4 separate regions of the Mus musculus genome follow, and all the other regions are linked to region 1. Evidence: chromatin contacts called from public Hi-C, Micro-C and promoter capture Hi-C data. All regions are on one chromosome and are shown on one strand. The core of a region is the stretch at or near the end of the contact, and the rest is flanking DNA. Distances in the headings are between cores, read along the strand shown. Region 1 holds the start of Poc5 (POC5 centriolar protein). Region 2 holds the start of Zbed3 (zinc finger, BED type containing 3). Region 3 holds the start of Btf3 (basic transcription factor 3). Region 4 overlaps Aggf1 (angiogenic factor with G patch and FHA domains 1).

Region 1 (2,700 bases), core at 117-2,616:
CATAATCCTAACAGAGGACTGCTCTGAGAAGAGGAACCTAAAACTGCTAGCTTTTAAGGAACAGTGAAGTGTCAGGAGAAAGATGGGAGGCAGCCAGAACACCGGAATTGTGTGGAGAGCAGTATGAGGGTCACTGGCCAGAAGGGGGCAAGGAAGGCCCCCAGCATGCAGATCAGGAGGCTGCCTTGACACCCGTGACAGTTTCAGCTGCCCCTGGAGCAGGCCTCAATTATAGTTTGCTAAGAAAACAATTGAGATAAAGACACTGAAGAAGAAGGGAGAGATGCAGGGAAAACCACAGAATAGAAAGCCAGGGTGCAGCCAGAATTGTGCAAAGGGAATTTCTCTTTTATTCAGCATTGGTATGGTTCCAGAGGATAAGTAAACTAAGTCTGAGCTGTGACTGTCTTTCATTAAGCCATGCAGGGAAGATAAAATAGGCATGGATCTGCATCGAAGAATGAACACTTCACTAGTCTCAAATCAACCACTGTGGTAATTTGATCCGTTTTAATTTTAATTACATTTTCCCTTATGACTTGTTTGCAGACCTGGTAGGCAACCAGAGTTGGGAATTGTGGATTATTTTAGTAACAAATGAGCTGGTATGATCAGACGCCAAAATTGTTTCTTAAAAACATATTGCGGTCAGAAAGCGATCGGACTTTTGGAAAATACGTTATCTGCCATTTATCCCTGCTCTTTGCAAACAGGCAGGAGAAATAACGTGAGACGAAAACAGTAGCATTTCTTCAGTTTCTGGGTTCAGAAGAATGGTGCTTTAGAGGGTGACACGCACCATTCCACTACATTCTCGGCACTCTTTAACCTAAGCTGAAACCACAAGATACTTTGAATGCTTCTCTTTGCTACTGGTACAACTTAACTGAAAAGCGGACTCGGGGAATTCAAACGCAATCTCTAAGAGGCGGAGAACGAACCAACGTGTAGCTGGCCGCAAGGTGACTTCTCCCGTCTTAACTGCACGCAAAGAGAGGGCGAGCACCAGGCCCTTCCAAGTTTTCTTTCACCATCCTCCAATCCGGCCCCATTTAAATCTAATTCTTTCTTAATAAAAAACAACGTTCTGTTTGGCTATGTCCCCACGTCCTAAAGAACAGGACCTACTTAGTTCGCATCACTTGTGTCTTCTCTTTCTGGCACCTCCAGGGACGATGCTCCCAATCCTGCCAGGGAGGAACCGGCCTGGGCGCCGCCACCGGGATCCACCGTCTCGGCGAAACCTCGGCTCCTGACTCGCTGCGACAGACGGCGTCGCCGCCGCAACCAAAGCAAGCACAGCGGCTCCCCTAGCAGCCACTTGACAGTTTCAAACTGAGGGCCCTGATGAAAGACAGCCCTAACTATTGGTCCACAGCTTCAGCAATCTTAAACTTGATTGGTCCGTGGTAAGTGGGCGGAGCCCAAGGTATCTCCGCGGGACAAGCCGGAAGTAGGAGATTTACAGGCAAAAGCCGGCCCAGAGTTCCCAGAACAGAGCGCATGCTCGGTGCTGCTCTGTGCCTGAGGACTACTACGGGGCGGCACTGCAGACAAATTTAATTATCTTCGCAAATCTGTGAAAGCTGAGTGCTGTTTATTTTCAACAATGAGGATGACATAGGCATAAAGCCTCGAGATTTCGTTTCATGCACAGATAACAGGCCGCAAGGCCACTGGCCCGGCAGCTGCTCTCTTAAAAACACAAATGTCCGATGCCCTCTATTGATTTCTTTAGTTTTGGGTTAGGGAGTTTAACGAATAATGTAATTATGAGGATGAGGGTATAACAAACTGCCAGCCTAAGTTTTTTGTTTTTTGTTTGCTTGTTTGTTTGTTTTTGACTTGCAACTCCAGGGCATTTCCCTTGGTTTATTCTGTGTGGGGTATTCAAAAATTTAAACATAGATCCTAACTTTGGTGACATCTCAGCTAAAATAAAATACAGAAGGCTAAACAGGGAGAATCCAGTGTAATTCACTTCTAAATCCATAGCAACGTAATTTAATACTGTAAAATTGTTTACTATCACAGACCCAACAGATAATTCCCAAAGTAGCCCTTGGCAGCTACTTTAAACCAACATGACTGAGTCTAACCAGCCTAAGTTTTACTGATGACCTAACTGCTGTAAGCTGCAAACAGAAACTTTTGGTGGAATATCGCGACCTTAAAAGACAGAACACAATTACAACTTAAAACTTGGCTTTAGTAAGTACTCATTAACACCTTCGGTAATGCTACCCACATAATACGGTCTAGGGAGATAAAATGAGTTAATATATTAAAACAGACATTTCGGACCCCAGACTAGAAAAGAATAATCTGTTCGATCCCCCCCACCCCTTTTGTAACCTACATGATGTCACTTTCTTTTTTCTGTATACGGAAGTGGCACAGCTGCAGCCTCACCTACTTCTGTTTGTCAAGAGTTAGACTTTTATTATCTTTTAAAAGTTATGCTCTCTCTCTCTCTCTCTCTCTCTCTCTCTCTCTCTCTCTCTGTGTGTGTGTGTGTGTGTGTGTGTGTGTGTGTGTGTGTGGTGAGGGGAAATAGTCTCTATTTTCACCACGTGTGACCTGACTTGGGGGTTGAACGCAGGTCATAAGGCTTGGTGGTAAGTGCTTTTACCCATTGAGCCATTTCACTGGCTCTTATATTTGAATGATAACGAAGAAGATCACAAAAAATTTTTGTTG
Region 2 (2,700 bases), core at 177-2,676, 1.1 Mb after region 1:
CCTTGAACTATTTGAGGCCAAAGTGTGCACTAATAAACAGTACTGGAATCACCAGGAATTTAATCCCATGAATTTAATCCAAGCCCTTGGGAGGCAGAGGCAGGTAGTCTCTGTAAGATCCAGGTCAGCCTGGTCTACACAGGCAAGTTTCAGGTCACCCAAGGAAACAGACCCCGTCTTAAAAAAAAAAATAAAATAAAAAATTCAGAACACCACTAATTATCTCAACTCACGAAACTATTCAACAGCTGTTCTAAACACCTTTGGAGCTCAGCAATGGCAGGTACTTTTTTTCCAATGAAGGAAAATCCTATTCTTTTTAGTAAAGCTTTAAGCCGGCCACAGAAGGCTTGCACAACCAAAGGCTCCAGTGAGCCAGGCCCGGATCAGGAAACTCTTTTGTGTCCAGTGGAGGAGGAGATTCTGGTTTACTCTGGTTTACACCGGTTTTCTTACAGCCCCCCCCCCCCCCTCCACACACACACACAGGTGGGAAACATTAACCAAGTCGCAATTAGCGCATGAGGCTCAAAGTCACTCTCCACCGAGGCAACTTTACGGGGACAGTTCCCCCTCTTCCCCACCCCCCACCCCCCGGAGCTGGTTAACCAAAGAGAGCGGAGACGCTCCAGAAGGTTCCGGAAGCCCGCAGGCTGGGCCCCTCCGCCAAGCCTGGGGTGGTAGGCATCCCCTGCAGACCCCGCGGCTGCGACCCTGGATCCCACGGCCTAGGGGCTCCCGAAGTCCCCGAGGTCCTGCGTGGCGTCCCCCGCACCCCTCCACCCCGCGGTTTCTCCGATCCCGGACGTCCCCGCGGGCCCCTGAGATCACTGCAGCCCCTGGTGTCCCTGCGGTCGCTCCCGCCAAGCCAAGCCACGCCACCGAGCCCCAGCCAGCCACGCTCACCCGGACGCCGCGATGGTCGCCCCTCGCCTCCGGGCTCCTCGCAGACATTTTGTCCTGGACGGAAAAGGCCGATTCCCCCTTAAAGACACAGCGCTCAATTTGCGCGTCTCGGGGCGTCCATGGGGGGCGGTGACGCGTGGTCTGGACGCCGGGGCGCCGCTGCTAAACCATCCGGTCCGGGAGGAGTTTAGAGTAACGGATGGAGAACTAGTTTAACGAATTGAAATCTGTCGGAGGTTTTTAAACGGTGCAATAATAGCGCAGGGATGCTGAAAGCGTTTTAACCGTGGCTCTGCACGTTTGCGCGTTAACCTTCCAAGCCCTTGGATTCAGCGGGTCCAGATCCTCAGCTGGGCGCACTGCTCGCTCGCATTCTTACAGATTAAGGCCTCTGATATGGCACTAGTCAGAAGTCCTTGCAATCAAGGTCTTAGGAGGAAAAGGTGTCCACCCAAACCACCAGCACAGGGAACTACCTTTGTCTTCATTATATTCAGTTAACAGCGTCTGCGTGATTTACAGTTACATCAGCCGCTAGCGGCTGCGTTCTAAGGCGGGTTTCTGCATTCCACGCTCCAGGTGGAAAGAGAAACCTTTTTCAAGACCAGCCCGCTGAGGTGCGGGCGAGAGCCTTGGGGCTTTGCAGGCTGACGGGCAATCCTGTTGTGTAGCGTTTTGCTGTTCCAGCCGTTCAAATATTCCCACCATACAGATTTTTAATCTATAAATAGTCGCAAGGAAGTGACTTGCCAAATTCAAGAACGCACCAGTTAGCTCTTAACGCACAGCTGGCACGTTCTGCCCTTCATTCATAAAAACAAAACAAAAGTCACTAATTTGTTGCTTTTTAATTTAGTGTTTTTGCGTGGTGGTGGTGGTGGTGGGTGTCTGTGCATGCATGGGTGCAGTGTCAGTGGAATCCAGAAGAGGGCGATGGATCGGCGGTAACCGACTCCCCGCCCCCCCACCCCAATCATCTCTTCAGCCCACATACTGCTCTGCTCACATTCTATTAGTCAAAGTAAGTCACATGAACAATGGGCACGAAGCCTTGCTAGAAGACAATAAGCAAAAAGATATAAATGTAAAAAAAACAAAAAAAAACAAAAAACCAAAAAACCAAGAAATTCTTTTGTAGGTAATACAATCCATGTTAACTGCTTTGGTTCAAGTGGCGCTGGGGAGGAGCACCTTGCTCATGCAGAGCACGTGTTTTGCAGTGGAAATATTATAACCCTCCTCACTTAAACACACACACACCTGATAGACCTATTTGTTGACTTTCTTCTATGCCAAGAATTTCAGAGAAAAGAAAAATCTTGTTGGGTATCACGAAAGGAATACTTTTGCAATGGCGAGATTATTAGATTCCCCTCTTTCAAGATTGACCTAAATGTTTTCATACAATATATTTTGATCATATTCTTTTGTAACCCAGCAAACCAGTAAAACAAACAAACAAATGAACGAAAACACATTTTAAAAAGTGTGTAAGGATTCTCTAGAGTAACAGAACTTACAAACCGAATTCCTCTCTTTATATAGAGAAAGGGGGAAGTTTTAGAATGACTTACAGGCTGTGGTCCAGCTAACCCAACAGTAGCTGTCTATGAATGGAAAATCCAAGAATCTAGTAGTTGTGTCTCAGCTGGTCTTCAATAGAAGCTGGAATCCTGCAGGAGTAACCGCCGCCGCTGGCGATGGACTTGCCAGTTAGGCCAGAGTACAGTGGCAAAAAGCAAAAAGCTGTCTTCTCCCGTGTCCTTATATAGGCTTCCAGCAGAAGGCGTGGCC
Region 3 (2,968 bases), core at 450-2,949, 1.9 Mb before region 1:
GACAGGTATCAGTTACATATTGTAGAGTTTTATGTAAAAATTCAGAAAATATCATGATTAGGAAGTTTCACATACTTTCAGTGTAATATGAAGAGTAAAATATTCTACAGATAAACATTTCTTTAAAAAGAACTAGTTAGCCGGGCGTGGTGGTGCATGCCTTTAATCCCAGCACTTGGGAGGCAGAGGCAGGGGGATTTCTGAGTTCGAGGCCAGCCTGGTCTAAAGAGTGAGTTCCAGGACAGCCAGGGCTATACAGAGAAACCCTGTCTGGAAAAACAACAACAAAAAAAAAAAAAAAAAAAAAACAAAAACAAAAAGAACTAGTTTTACCTTTTATCCATCATATGTAACACAGTCATGTTTTATATATTTTCTGTAGCACTGAATTCTGTTGCCTCATCTCAGTTATTTGGAGAATGGTTAGGTACTTCATAGGGTAGACAACAAGCATGGTTTTCTGAGACAAACTTACTTGTTCGGATAAAAGAAACATTGTTGTTGTTTCAAGAAAAAGAACTTGTTACAATTTTCTACATAGCAACGTAGTTGTCTCTCCCGATTTTTTAAATGACTCATCGCTGTTGCAAGAAACTCTTGTGTAAAAAGGTTTCCAAGGGGAAAAAAAATTGATTTTAGCTAGAGTATTCATTTCGGCAACTTTTCTGGATAAATTGTATTCTCTAAAAATTCTAACACAACTTTCTCTTTGGAATATTCAAAAACATTTCGTAGCTAAGATTGGAAAAAGGCTTAAGCACACAGAATTTTCACTTAACCTCTTTTTCTTTTTCGTTTTTTAATCTTCATATAGGGATTTTCTAAGGTTATCTTAAAATTTGTCTGGGAATGGTGCTAGACGACTATAATCCCAGCATTGGACAGAGGGGCTCTGAGGCCGGAGAATAGCTGTGTGCTTCAGACTAGCCAGGATTACTTATCGAGACACTTTTTAAAACAACCATCAAATTATGCAACAACAACAAAAAACAAAAACAAAAAAACAAAAAAACGACAACCACAATTCGTGCTGGAGTTCGGCAAACTTTAACTCACAGCCACGTTTTTACCCCCAAGCACGCAGGCTCAAATTCATCTTGGAAGAATTCAAGGTAAAGTTTGCTCCATCGTGAATGCTTCATGGTCGAATCCATGACGATTCGAGATCAGGGAGTCGATGGTAGAGGTGTAGAAGGGTTAAGAGGTTACAAATCTTGTTACCCTGTTTCAACCTTGAATAAACCGAATTGCTGAAGGGTGGAGATCTGGAAAGCATTCCGAACATGCTTTCTAGACATTCTGAGTCGCGATTTCTACATCACCCAAGTCACTTAATTTTGGAAAGCAACATTAGCCTGGCTGATTTCGATAGTTTTTTATTTACACCCGGCATTGAGCAGACACTGCAGCCTACTGGACAAAGCTGGACGCCCTACGGGGTGGCCACAGGGCAGACTGATTTAACCACAGCTCTACAGGGAGCCTCACTGTCCGATCTATCCGCGGCCTTTCCCAGGACCGCGGACGGCGACCGCGGGTCCCAGCTCTCCGGTGCTGCTCCCGGCCCGCCGCTGGACGAAAGGAAAGAAACAGCCGCGGACCGGCCCCCGGCTGCGCATGCGCGGCGACGCCAACTCCGCTTCCTGAATTCTGGAGGAAGTGGCGTCGCGTTACTTCCGGCCTCCCTCTAGCTGCCATCTTGCGTCCCCGCGTGTGTGCGCCTTCTCTCAGCTGGTCTGCCCGAGACCCCCTGAGCGTGAACCTTAGTTCCCCGCGCGGCGCCATTTCCACTCCGACAAGGTACAGAAAAAAGGCCGTGGACGCCGGCGTGGGAGGAGACCGGGAGTTGGGGGTGGGGCGGGCGTTTCCCGGCAGGAGCGAGGCAGGGAGGGGACGGACGGAGCTGAGGAAAGCGATGCGACGGACGGGCGCTCCCACCCAGGCGGACTCTCGGGGGCGAGGGCGAGCCAGGGGCGGCTGGCCCGGGGCCGAAGCGACGCCCTCTCTCCCTCTCGGCGGAAGCCGAGGACGGGAGTCTCAGGTACCGCGAGGCCTGCGGAGAGTGGCCGGGCCGGGCAGGCCGTGGCGAGGCCTCGGCCCAGGCCGGGCAGGGCGGCGGGGAGCGGGGGATGCTCGGTCGCCGTGGGGCTGAGCCCGAGGCCGGGCCGGGCCGGGCGGGGGAGGGGCGAGGGGCCCTGTGCGCCCCGGCGAGCCTGGAGGGGTGAATTGGGGATCCAGGCCTCAGCCCGAGGGGGACGACGTTCTCCTGCGAGTGTAGCGGGAAATAACGAGCGTGGAATGCTGGAGGGGGGGCCCGGCCGTTCTTGTTCTTGGCTGAGGATTTTTTTTTTTCCTCTCTCTTTGTAGATGAAAGAAACAATCATGAACCAGGAGAAACTCGCCAAACTGCAGGCACAAGTGCGCATTGGTGGGAAAGTAAGTTTCTTTTTTTTTTTTCCTCCTTTCTTTTTCTCTCCTCTCTCTCTTCCAAAGTTCCGTTTGCATTTCTCACGTTGTTGGGTTTTTTGTTTTTTGTTTTTTTTGTTGTTGTTGTTGTTGTTTTTGGTTTGGTTGGTTGGTTTTTTGGGTTTTTTTTGTCACTTTGCTTGGCAGGGGACATTTCGCAAAGCTAGCAAATCCAAGGGAAATGAGACCAATACTAAGAGACAAGGAGGAGATAGATAGATAGATAGATAGTAGGGGTGAGGTCGGTCATCGAGTAGAGAAGAAAATAGCACTTAAAAACGGTGCCTTGCTTGCAAGAGGTTCAGGATTATGGCGCATATAAACAAATGTTACTGGATTTTATGAATGGGGGGGAAAGTATGTTCTCTGCCAAATCTTTGTGTACCGTGTACCCTTGACTTGTACAATGTTGGGGGTGGTTATTTTGTTACCTTTGAGTTGTCCTGAGATCCAACACATGTTTTGGTACATGCTAGAGGACCTCTCAACTCCCAAACTGCAT
Region 4 (3,007 bases), core at 480-2,979, 1.0 Mb after region 1:
AAAATTTACATATACGGTAATTTGACAATTCCATCTCTTAAGTATATCATCTCTCAGAGAGATAGTTGGATTATGCACAGATACTATGTATGCAAGAAGGCTCATGACAGTTTTTTTTTTAATTTAAAAAAGTGTATGTGTACGAGTGTTTCGCTTGCATGTGTGTCTGTGTACCAGTTGGGTGCCTCATGCACACAGAGGCAGAGGAAAAGGATGGATTACCTGGGACTCGGATGGTTAGAAGTCTGTGTGTAGATGAACTGCCATGTGGGTGCTGGGGATCCAACTCAGGTCCTCTGGAAAACAGCCAGTGCTCTAACCACTGAACCGTCTCTCCAGCCTGCCCACAGCAAAGTTTTAAAGATAATAAGCCCCCGGAAAGCCTAGATGTCCAGCTTTACAAGCCTTGAGTGTGGGGTTATTCATATACTAGGTGAAGGGAGGATCGTTGTACCCACTTCGTGGACACTGTATGGCGTACTGCTAGCCCTGTGAAGCAGCTGCACAATGTATGAAGCGCACGCTCTGCAGTAATGAGGTCAGGCCGCTGTGCAGCAGGGGAGGTCAGGCCGCTGTGCAGCAGGGGAGGGAGGTCAGGCCGCTGTGCAGCAGGGGAGGGAGGTCAGGCCGCTGTGCAGCAGGGGAAGGGAGGTCAGGCCACTCTGATGTGAACACATGGAGAACTTGCTTCCGTGAGAATGAGTGTTTCAAGTTAGTATGTATTGAGAATTGTAATTATTTCAAATAGGCAGTGGTAGTGCTTATGTTAGGCCAAAAACAAAAAAATCACATTGTATGTATAGTATAATCTTACTTATGTTTTAAAAATAGAAGAAGCAGGATATATACAAATTTTTCATCATAGTTAAAGATGGAAGCATAGGAAGTATAGCCTCCATATTTCTACCAGAAACTTGTAATAATTTGTACTCAGAAAAAAAACATTAAGAGAAATGAGGTGAAATGATCAGAGACTCATGCCTACACTGCTGCACACCAGTGAAGTTCGCTCTGGGTTGAAAGTGTGCAGTTCTTTGTAATTGCTTGGTTGCTTTCCTTTAAGTTCCACGCAGAAGTTTACTTCGACCATGACTTGCAAAGCTACGTTCTTGTGGATCAGGGCAGCCAGAATGGTACCATTGTCAACGGGAAACAGATTCTTCAGGTACGTTCATGTGTAGTTTACCCATACTTCCTTATCTGAGCTTAGGTTCTAGTCGTTACAGATCACAATTCAAGCACAAATTTATAACTTGGTTGGAATTTTCCAGAAAGGGCTAGAAAAAAATATTTAGTAGCTATTGGCCTGTTGAGTTTTGACTTCTGATTATATCTCTGTTGCTACTTTTAGGTATGACTGTACCACAAAGCTTATTTAGATTAACTATATATGTGTGTATGGCCTCCACGTGTGGAGGTCAGCTTGGTGGAGTTCCTCTTCCTGCTGAGTCATTCCACAGCCCAGCACTGAATGTTCATAGAAGCAGCTTTGGTGGCCCTCCTTCTTCCCATGTGCTCTGCGATTCTAGCCCAGGTTCTTCCTGCACATCAAGCAGATGCTCTCCCTCTGACACACCACTGGACAGCCCTAACTGCCCCCCCTTTGTCTTAATAAAAATAATGGTAAACTAGGACTTTTCTAAAAACTAAAACTAAAAACCCTGACAAAGGAACTGAGGAAAGGAGAAGAGTTGTCCATCACGGGGAAGCGGGTCACTGGGAAGCAGGGGGGTTATATTATGTTGGACTTCAGGAAGCACAGGGAGAAAATGCCAGCACTAAGCCCAGTTTCTCCTCTTTGCTCAGTCTAGGAACCCAGCCATGGCCTGGGGCCACCACCGTTCAGGTGGATCTGTCCCCCCAGTTAACCTAATCTAGATGATCCCTCACTGGCATGCCCAGAGGTCACCCCCATGGTGTGTTCAGAGACTGTAAGTGGTTCTAGATCCTGTCAAGTTGGTAATATAAACCACCAAGGAGGCCTTATTCTTATGCTTTAAGAATGAAAGAAAGAAATTATAAGAAAAACTGAGAGGTCACTCAGGGGTTAAGAGTATTTACCGTGGTATCGTTAGAATCAGAGTACTGATCCCAGGGCCTATGTAACAGCTTATGCACGCACAGACAGACACACAGAGCACATTTTTTTTTTTAAAGAAGAGGGAAGGTAATCACTTCTTCACATATAACTTTCCTCTGATTAATATGTGTTTTGCTAACAGATTGAAGTCCAGATGGACTTCAATGGTAAGAAAACTGGTGGGCTTTGATAAGATCGGGATTATAAGTAGCTTTTGGGGAATACTGTAAGGGATCATGGGTGGAGCTCAGAGTTTGGTTCATGGTAAGTGTATGTTCTTCCACTGAGCTGCTGCCATGATCCTGGTAGTCTTTTTCACTGTCTGTCCATCAGGTTGTGGAAGTGTGCATGCCTCTCCTTTTCTCAACTTTTCACTACCATAGACATAATAACCATTTTGTATTTCTGTTTCATTCAAAATTTCTCATCTAGCCAAAAACTAAATGTGATCCTTACGTCCTCGAACACGGCGACGAAGTGAAAATTGGGGAGACTGTGCTGTCTTTTCACATTCACCCTGGCAGTGAGACGTGCGATGGCTGTGAGCCGGGGCAGGTCAGAGCTCACCTCCGCCTCGATAGAAAGGACGAGCCTCTGGGTATGTGAAGCACCAAGTGTGTGGGGGGCTGATACTCTACAAGTCCCTCTTACCATTGAGCCCCCTTCCCCCCTCATGTCTCACCGTGTGTGAGTGGAGCAGCCTGTGTCTAGCTGGCGAGGTTGTGGACGAGGCGCACTGCATGTACGCTTAGTGTGTGGTCTGTAGGGCTGAGTACTGACACATTTGTTCCTGTCCACGCGTGCAGCCCACCTCTAGTCAGAGTCCTTTGTGGGAACTGTTTTTAAAGTGACTTCCAAAACAGTGGAGTTCCAGAAGGGGCTTTCTCAGTCTTTATTTCTGGGTCACCCCACTCCCCACAAATGTTA

What was found. Promoter capture Hi-C pulls out the DNA fragments that hold promoters and counts their contacts. Hi-C and Micro-C count contacts between places; a contact is called where the count stands out from the background.
Region 2: a contact with region 1 is called in a promoter capture Hi-C map of liver, with 4 times the contacts expected there. The contact joins the promoter of Zbed3 here to the promoter of Poc5 in region 1. A contact is called at or near these places in 2 of 39 promoter capture datasets (liver and pre-B cells).
Region 3: a contact with region 1 is called in a Hi-C map of CD4 T cells, with 6 times the contacts expected there. The contact joins the promoter of Btf3 here to the promoter of Poc5 in region 1.
Region 4: a Micro-C map of the G1E-ER4 cell line shows a contact between it and region 1. The contact joins the enhancer-like site here to the promoter of Poc5 in region 1. A contact is called at or near these places in 2 of 39 promoter capture datasets (liver and pre-B cells), 1 of 484 Hi-C or Micro-C datasets (the G1E-ER4 cell line) and 1 of 9 other capture datasets (liver).

What each region holds. Positions count from the first base shown.
Region 1 is chr13:96,386,960-96,389,659 of GRCm38.p6, reverse strand. It overlaps Poc5 (POC5 centriolar protein), which reads right to left and starts at 1,366. Exons shown (of 13, transcript NM_026173.3): 1 at 1,129-1,366.
Region 2 is chr13:95,323,551-95,326,250 of GRCm38.p6, reverse strand. It overlaps Zbed3 (zinc finger, BED type containing 3), which reads right to left and starts at 1,426. Exons shown (of 2, transcript NM_028106.3): 1 at 907-1,426.
Region 3 is chr13:98,315,698-98,318,665 of GRCm38.p6, reverse strand. Btf3 (basic transcription factor 3) reads left to right here and starts at 1,699. Exons shown (of 6, transcript NM_145455.3): 1 at 1,699-2,041; 2 at 2,368-2,436. The coding sequence starts at 1,916. Gm9828 (predicted gene 9828) reads right to left here and starts at 1,550. Exons shown (of 4, transcript NR_137279.1): 1 at 1,057-1,550.
Region 4 is chr13:95,356,868-95,359,874 of GRCm38.p6, reverse strand. It overlaps Aggf1 (angiogenic factor with G patch and FHA domains 1), which reads left to right. Exons shown (of 14, transcript NM_025630.3): 9 at 1,064-1,165; 10 at 2,513-2,678. Among named protein-coding and RNA genes, the nearest start is that of Aggf1, 17 kb to the left of the region's middle. Within about 2 kb of position 1,729, at least 25 of the 459 cell types and tissues checked have an H3K27ac peak or open chromatin away from gene starts, as enhancers often do. A contact at or near this core is called in the G1E-ER4 cell line, where this site is marked.